Linked DNA regions of Arabidopsis thaliana: region 1 is linked to region 2. The links are chromatin contacts, called in public ChIA-PET maps. All regions are on one chromosome and are shown on one strand. The core of a region is the stretch at or near the end of the contact, and the rest is flanking DNA. Distances in the headings are between cores, read along the strand shown. Region 1 holds the start of AT4G14000 (Putative methyltransferase family protein). Region 2 holds the start of SHM4 (serine hydroxymethyltransferase 4).

What was found. ChIA-PET counts read pairs in DNA pulled down with a chosen protein or histone mark.
Region 1: an H3K4me3 ChIA-PET map of shoot shows a contact between it and region 2, with 10 read pairs. The contact joins the promoter of AT4G14000 here to the promoter of SHM4 in region 2. A contact is called at or near these places in 2 of 26 Hi-C or Micro-C datasets (leaf and rosette leaf) and 1 of 2 datasets of contacts at active chromatin or transcription factors (shoot).

What each region holds. Positions count from the first base shown.
Region 1 is chr4:8,089,099-8,092,964 of TAIR10.1, forward strand. AT4G14000 (Putative methyltransferase family protein) reads left to right here and starts at 1,695. Exons shown (of 8, transcript NM_117475.4): 1 at 1,695-1,881; 2 at 1,973-2,035; 3 at 2,119-2,185; 4 at 2,274-2,374; 5 at 2,464-2,508; 6 at 2,592-2,873; 7 at 2,961-3,063; 8 at 3,167-3,866. The coding sequence starts at 1,753. The coding sequence ends at 3,249. AT4G13992 (Cysteine/Histidine-rich C1 domain family protein) reads left to right here. Exons shown (of 1, transcript NM_001125505.2): 1 at 1-249. The coding sequence ends at 170. RALFL32 (ralf-like 32) reads right to left here. Exons shown (of 1, transcript NM_117476.5): 1 at 3,589-3,866. It also overlaps the pseudogene AT4G13996.
Region 2 is chr4:8,047,924-8,051,776 of TAIR10.1, forward strand. It overlaps SHM4 (serine hydroxymethyltransferase 4), which reads right to left and starts at 2,234. Exons shown (of 4, transcript NM_117467.4): 1 at 1,421-2,234; 2 at 621-1,011; 3 at 428-529; 4 at 1-334. The coding sequence starts at 2,098. The coding sequence ends at 90.

The sequences.
Region 1 (3,866 bases), core at 445-2,944, 41 kb after region 2:
AAAAATCTGAATCATCCACCAATTGTGTGATTCTTAATAATCGTGCAAGTCGGCCATTTTGTTATTCTTGTAATTCTCGCTGTAAATACCCATCCATCTTGTTTTTCTATGGGAAAACATTGTGTTCTTTGCAATGTTTCCAACAAAAAGTTTATGCAATCCTGGCATAAATCTTATTTATTTTCTCAAATATTTTATGATAAAAAACAAATTAGATTATGTGTTGCATGTTAATACTATATATATTTTAAGCATCAAGTATATTAAAAAAAAATTTATGTGCAATTTGGAATTCAATTCGATTTAGGTTGGATTTCTTTTTATTTCTTTGTTATACTTTTGGTTTAGAAATAATAGTATTCAAAACAAAATATAATATACTTTAAGTTTCGATATGTATTCAAATCTAATCAAATACTAAATTTTATACCACGTCGTGCACATGATGATTTTCTTTTGAAACAATTTGTGAATTTTGATAAGGGTTTATTGGTAACGAGTGTTTACTTGTTGCTGTAAGAACTTTTTTTTTGTTTTTTCCACAAAAGTTGGATTTTATTGAACTGAACCAATCAATATGGGCTAATATAAACAAAAGCCGTATAACTATAATTTTACAAGAATTAATTAAAGCCCAACATGAGCCTAAACATAACCCTAATGAAGAGGAAAATACAAAAAGCCTCCATCACTAACACGTGTTTCAATTAGAACAAACAGAGAGCTTCCATCACAGACCGACTTTAACCTTGCCGTTCACCACCGATTCCGGTGACAAGAGTCATCGTCGATATTAATTTGTTCAGTAAATTTTGTGGTTTTTCACCGTTTAACAAAATCGGAGCCCATAAGAGGATAACAGCTAAAGGGAATTGATAGTATGCTTCAGTTCTTCTACTTCTTCTCTTTAATTAAAATTGCAAATCACTGGGATAATTAAAAAACCTTTCCCAATTAAAAAACCAAACACTCAAAAGATAAATCAGTGAAAACAATTGATTAGTGAAATTTACTAAATTGCAATCACCAATGAGAAATCCCATGAAATTATTTAAAGCAAACAAATATGGAAGCCGACTAAAAGATGTTAACGAAACCATCTATGTCAGTTGATAAGCTGGACATCACTGCGTGGGAAGCCAATAGATTCCAGACGGAAGCCGACCAAAGATGTTAAAGAAACCATCCATGTCAGAAGAGAAGCCGGAAATCACGGCTGAGGAAGCCAGTTGATTCCGGACGGAAGCCAACTATCTTGGCTAACAGAGTCATAAGATGCTGGATAAAAGCCCGAGTCATACGAGACGGCGATTTACTGAAAAATTCAGTCGGTAGAAACAGAGTTCATCTCTGTAAAAGATATGTAGGAAAAAAGAGAGAACTTTTTGTTTTGCTGTAAAGAACTTTGGATGCAAATGTTTTTACTATTTGTGAAACTATTATTTTATATTTATAGCCAAATTTAATTTTTTAACTAAACAAAAATTATGCCGTCCATATAGTATCCTGTAAATTAAGTTTTAGATTATTAATTTTGTTAATTATTGATAAAAAAAACTCAAATAATGTCATATTTTCTCTTAATTCAAAAGTTAATTGTGTATAATTTGATTGGTTCCCCCAAAAGAAAAATTGATTGGTTTAGTGAACCGATAAATCCAATCTCGTACCGACCGGTTCAATGGGTTTTGTATTTGCTCCTCTGTGCTCTGGCCTCTACACTTTGGATAGCTGCCGCCGAAGTTTTGTGCAATGGCGACGAAACCGACGTTTCAGCTGTTTTCTTCTTCTCAAGGTTCTGGTCTAGGTTTAGGGTTCCTTGATTCATCAGAGCCAGCTCTTCCTCCACCTCCTCCTCCTGTTGAAGTATTATCCTTCGAGGTATCGTCACTACTACTTCCTCTGCAACTCCATCTTCAATTTCTTATGTAAGTTTCCCTCTTTTTGATTTCTGGTGATTTCGTCGCAGTAGGTGTCTTCCTCCACTGATTTCGAAGTGGATAAATTGACTATCGGCGAGATCACTCTTTTGAAGGTATGTTTCTGTCGAGAAAATTCACCAAACTTTGAGAAAGTAATGGAGAAATTGAGTTTTGTTAGTTTCTGGTTTGGTTATAGGGTCGTGTGAGCACTAAAGAGGTTTTTGGATTGCCTAATTCAGATTTGGTTCCTGGAGTCTATGAAGGTGAATGATTTGTTCTAGTTGTAGTTTATGTGATGTGTATCCCCCTGCATTAAGCAGTTTTGTAACTCTTGAATTCGATTGAATCTAGGCGGGCTTAAGCTTTGGGAAGGATCGATTGATCTTGTTAAAGCTCTTGAGAAAGAATCACAAACCGGAAACTTATCATTTTCCGGAAAGCGGGTTCTCGAGGTAGGCTCTTTTGCCTTAGGTGTCAAACAATGATGGATACAACGTGTTCTTCACATCACTAACATAAGATATTGAATCTATATACTCAGCTTGGATGTGGTCATGCACTTCCAGGAATCTATGCGTGTCTCAAGGTAAGTTGATGCTGTCTAAGCTTTATTATACTCTGTGGCTAAGTCACATCTTCTTAGATATTATGGTTCCTTTTGGTGTTTAGGGTTCAGATGCTGTTCATTTCCAGGACTTCAATGCTGAGGTTCTTCGATGTCTCACCATTCCGAATCTGAATGCTAATCTGTCTGAGAAGTCTTCCTCTGTCTCAGTAAGTGAAACAGAAGTACGCTTCTTTGCTGGTGAGTGGAGTGAAGTTCATCAGGTTCTTCCACTAGTTAATAGTGATGGTGAGACTAATAAGAAGGGTGGTTATGACATCATTCTAATGGCTGAGACGATATATTCCATCTCCGCTCAGAAAAGTCAATATGAATTGATTAAAAGGGTACACTCTCGTTTTCTCCTAGATAGCAGAAACTTTTACGATCATTCTTAAAGATTCATTGGAGGTTCAACACTTGGTTCTTTGCAGTGTCTGGCGTATCCTGATGGAGCAGTGTATATGGCTGCAAAGAAGTACTATTTCGGGGTCGGTGGAGGGACAAGGCAATTCTTGTCTATGATAGAGAAAGACGGTAAGATGGTCTATTCGATGATGTATATAAAGCAACAGTTGCATTGTTCATTCTCTACAATGATAATATAACCTCCAACCGCATAAATTTATCTTCATTGTAGGTGCTCTTGCTTCAACGTTGGTGTCTCAAGTCACAGATGGTTCCTCAAATGTCAGAGAGGTATGGAAGCTTTCGTACAAGTAAGTCGAAGCTATACTGGAATTCAGTGTCCAACGATCTGATTTTAGTGGATTTGGGTTGCTCATAAAAATGAGTGGAAATTCAAAATCTCTCATCCATGTGTTTAGCTTATAGACTCTCCTGACTGTGTTATAATAATTGCTTAGTTTTTCATTTTGGTACATTTTCTGGCTTAACGAAAGGCTTATGTGATCTGCCGTTGATTCTCACCGGACCAAAGTTCCAAACTAAGCTTTAGTTGGAGTCGCAGTTTATATATTGTAAATCTCTCACATGATTAGTTATGCTTTTGAGAATAAATCCACCAGCTCGACCTGTCTTGTAAAAAGGTTGTCCTATTTAAGTCAATACCATAGTTGCCTTTTAATCAGTTAGTGCAGCCCATACTAGGCTTACATGGTAATGATTTGATGATTATGTTTTGGTCTCCAATTAATTTGAGATAAGAGGCGTAGCAGTTGGCCTCGACAGGGTCAAAAAGTCAAAAATTTCCGACATTAGAAGGTATATCTTTTTCTTTTTTAAATCTAGCAAATGAAACCCCAAACTCAAAGAGTGTACAGATATTCAAAAGAGATTATACTTGAAACCAAAACAATTCAAATTCACCAACAAAATAA
Region 2 (3,853 bases), core at 984-3,483:
CTTCGCCTTTAAGGCGATCCTACAAAAGCATATTTTATATATATGGTAGATAATAATAGAAGATTACTCTTGCATATAGAGAAAGATCTCTAATCCTTGTACTTCATCTCAGACATGAGGAATCCAGGCATCTCATAAGACGCCGAGAACTTCTCGACATCAGCCTTGAGCTGATCGAGATCTTTGTTGTTCACCAAACCCTTGTTGAAGTCCTTCAACAACTTACCGTATGTCTTTTGGATGTCCAACGTCAGTGTCACTGCACGGCTCAGGAATTCTCCTATCTGCTCAAAGTCCTTCTCCACCAATCCTCTCGATGTCATCGCGGGTGCACCTACACAAACACATATATATTTATATGTTAGCAAGATCCCACAAATGAGATTCAATGGCCATTGTCAAGAACATTTCAGAATTTCCCTCTTACCGATTCTTACACCTCCAGGAGCAAGAGCACTACTGTCTCCAAATACTGCGTTCTTGTTCAATGTAATGCTGCACAGATCGCAGAGCTTCTCAACCTTGTTTCCTGACAGAAGAATATATAAACATCAGGACTAGTTCCAGAAACCATAGGGTCGCAAAAGTGGGTTTTTTTCTCTGAGATATAATTCACTCACCGGTCAATCCAAGAGGGCGAAGATCCCAGAGAACAAGGTGGTTCTCAGTTCCATTGGTCACAATCTGGTAACCCTTGCTCATTAGGTAGTTTCCAAGGGCAACAGCATTGGCTTTCACTTGTTTTGCGTAGACCTTGAACCCAGGAGTATTAGCCTGCTTCAACGCAACAGCTAGAGCACCAATCTGGTGATTGTGAGGACCACCTTGAAGCGCAGGGAATACAGCAAAGTTGATTTTGTCCTCAAAATCATAGACTGCACCCTCGGGTTGACCCTTCTTTGGTGGTTTTGGACCCTTCCTGTAGAAAATCATACCAGCCCTTGGACCCCTCAAACTCTTGTGGGTTGTGGTTGTCACAACGTCACAGTACTCAAATGGGTTTGCAGCTTCCTGTAAATATGATTAAAACTCAATCAGTTCTGTCGGTGAATGCAAAAAAAAAAAAAAAAAACTCAATCTTGGCAAGTAACATTAGAGTAATCCCCAAACTTCATCAGGCTAATAGGTTGGTTTTAGTTACTGAAAAGAATTGAATCTCATCCTGTGTTCACTTAAACATTCTTATAGGAGTTAAACTATAAACTAGGAGACTAAAATGAGACGGCACAAGTAAAATCAAACGACTTTAACAATGTGATATGATTCGTTCTTGGGAAGAAGAACATTTGATAACCCTGAAAACACTAGACTTGACACAATGAATGCAGATCTTCGTTCTAAACAATTCATAATGCTAAAACAAAACCAGATCTACATGAAACACAATATCAATACAAATGAGAATAGGCTTATAATATACCTGAGCAGCAACGAGACCACTGATGTGAGCCATGTCACAAAGCAAAAGAGCTCCAACCTTATCAGCAATAGCTCTAAATCTAGCGTAATCCCAATCCCTAGGATACGCACTACCACCACAGATAAGCAACTTAGGCCTGAAATCCAACGCCTTCTCTTCAAGCTTATCGTAATCAATGTAACCAGTGGTGAAATTCACCTTATACGGAAGACTCTCAAAGTAGATCGAAGTCGCAGAGATCTTCTTACCACCAGATGTATAGTAACCATGAGTCAAATGACCACCTGAAGGCAAATCAAGCCCCATGATACGATCGTGAGGCTGAAGCAAAGCCGTGTAAGCAGCGAAATTTGCCGGAGATCCAGAATACGGCTGAACATTAACGCCCCACGCTGCTGGATCACAATGGAAAGCTTCGAGAGCTCTTGAACGGCAAAGATTCTCGATCTCATCGATGAATTCGTTACCTCCGTAATAACGATTACCAGGAATACCTTCGGAGTATTTGTTGGTTAAGGCACTTCCGAGAGCTTCGATGACGGCGAAGGAAGTGAAATTCTCGGAAGCGATAAGTTCGATTCCTCGACATTGCCGACGTTTCTCCTTCTCGATTAGGTCGTGGATCTCTGGATCTACGGAGACGAGAGAGGTGTTACCCCATGAAGAGACTGGTTCCATCTTCTTTGTAGATTGTTGAATGGATCTGAGATCGGAGAAAGAGGGAGGGAGAGATCTGAGATCAGAGAGTGAGAAGTGGGAAGAGAGGCGGTTGGGTTTAAAAGAGGAGTAGAAAATGGGGTAAATTACGGATTTGTCCTCCTTTGCTAATTTTGGTGTTAGTTGGTTAGGTGTGTGTGGTAGGAGAACAAGCTTAGTGTGTTTTGACTATTTTACCCTCTTACCAATATTTGTTTCCCTTAATTAATTATGATTAGATGGATACTTAAGGCCCAATTGCATTTAAGGTTGTGTTGGGTAAATCTCTCTCTCGGATTATTTTTATTTTTTTGACATCAGAAATTGAATTTGTTGGTAGAAAATAAAAAGTAATTACAAACAAAAATATAATCTATTGATTCCAAAAAAAAAAAAAAAACTGTATAAATCCCTATAAATCGGAGGAATTAAAATTGGAAAAAGGGCTTTGAGGGCCCATGATCTTGATTCAGCCCAGTGTTTTAGATAGGAGTAATTACATTTTAATAAGAAACTCTATAGTTTTTCATAGTTTAACCTTTCAAAACTCAAATGGTCGTACATCTGGTGTAAATAAGATGTATTATGTGTTAACAATGCAAAGGTAATTAAACCAACGTCAACATTGTCGACCACAAAATTTTCATCTATGTTGTGAAGATTTCAACAATTTATCCGCTTCAATATTATGTGATTAACCCCTTAAATGTTAATAATGTATTTTTTAAAGCTTTTTCACAAAGGAAGTATTCACGATGAATTTAAACATATGAATTTTGCGGATAAAAATAGTCTCTCACATATCTCCAAGCTAAATAAAACTTTATACGGTCTTAAACGAAACACTTGAAAACGGATAACGCAAAATTAAAATTGTATTTTCATAGTAATCTGATTTTAAAGTTACTTGCGGATGAATCTTAGTTCATATTCATCAATCATCACTAAGAATCACGAAGTCACCGTACCCTCTATATGACTATATCCTTGTTTATGTTTACGTTATAATTTTCAATGACAACTCATCATATGTGTAACCGTACCCTCTATAAGACTATATCCTTGTTTATGTTTATGTTATAATTTCAGTGACAACTCATCATATGTGTAACTACAGCATCACTTTGCCTCACTATTCATTATCCCAACATTATAAGAAATTGGTGGTCTTTGCTTAGCATCCTGACTAGATCACTTAATCGATACCATATCCAAATTAACATCACATTATAGTTAGAGAACATATCCAACTCTTTCGCCCATTTTGCTTATGTTGAAAATGCCAAATGAAATGTGTACAAATTGTTATTTTTCGATACTCTCAGTTTCTAATGAGAAAAAATAAGTTTGTTATTCCACTAAAGTCTTAGATATTCTCTGTCACAAATTTTATAATTTAGCATATGAAAAGAGCCATTAAACACACATTTTTATAAACAAGAAATAGTTGGTAGCCTCCCTTTGAAACCTTTTTTCGTGGACATACTAATTAACTAACTACACGATTGAGGAGTTGTTATGGTTAACAAATTTATTTATTATTATTGCATCGTGCCCTCGGTTGATCAAAGAATATTAAGTATTTAATATTTGCTAGAGAATGGCATGATCATGGGGTTTGGAGAGGAGAGTAGGTGGTTTTGTATGCATGTGAGTCGGTGAGGGTCAAAATCGTCTTTTCAATTTAAGATTTGATTATGTGGTCATTAAATAGTAACGTAGTGCCTAGTGGTATTG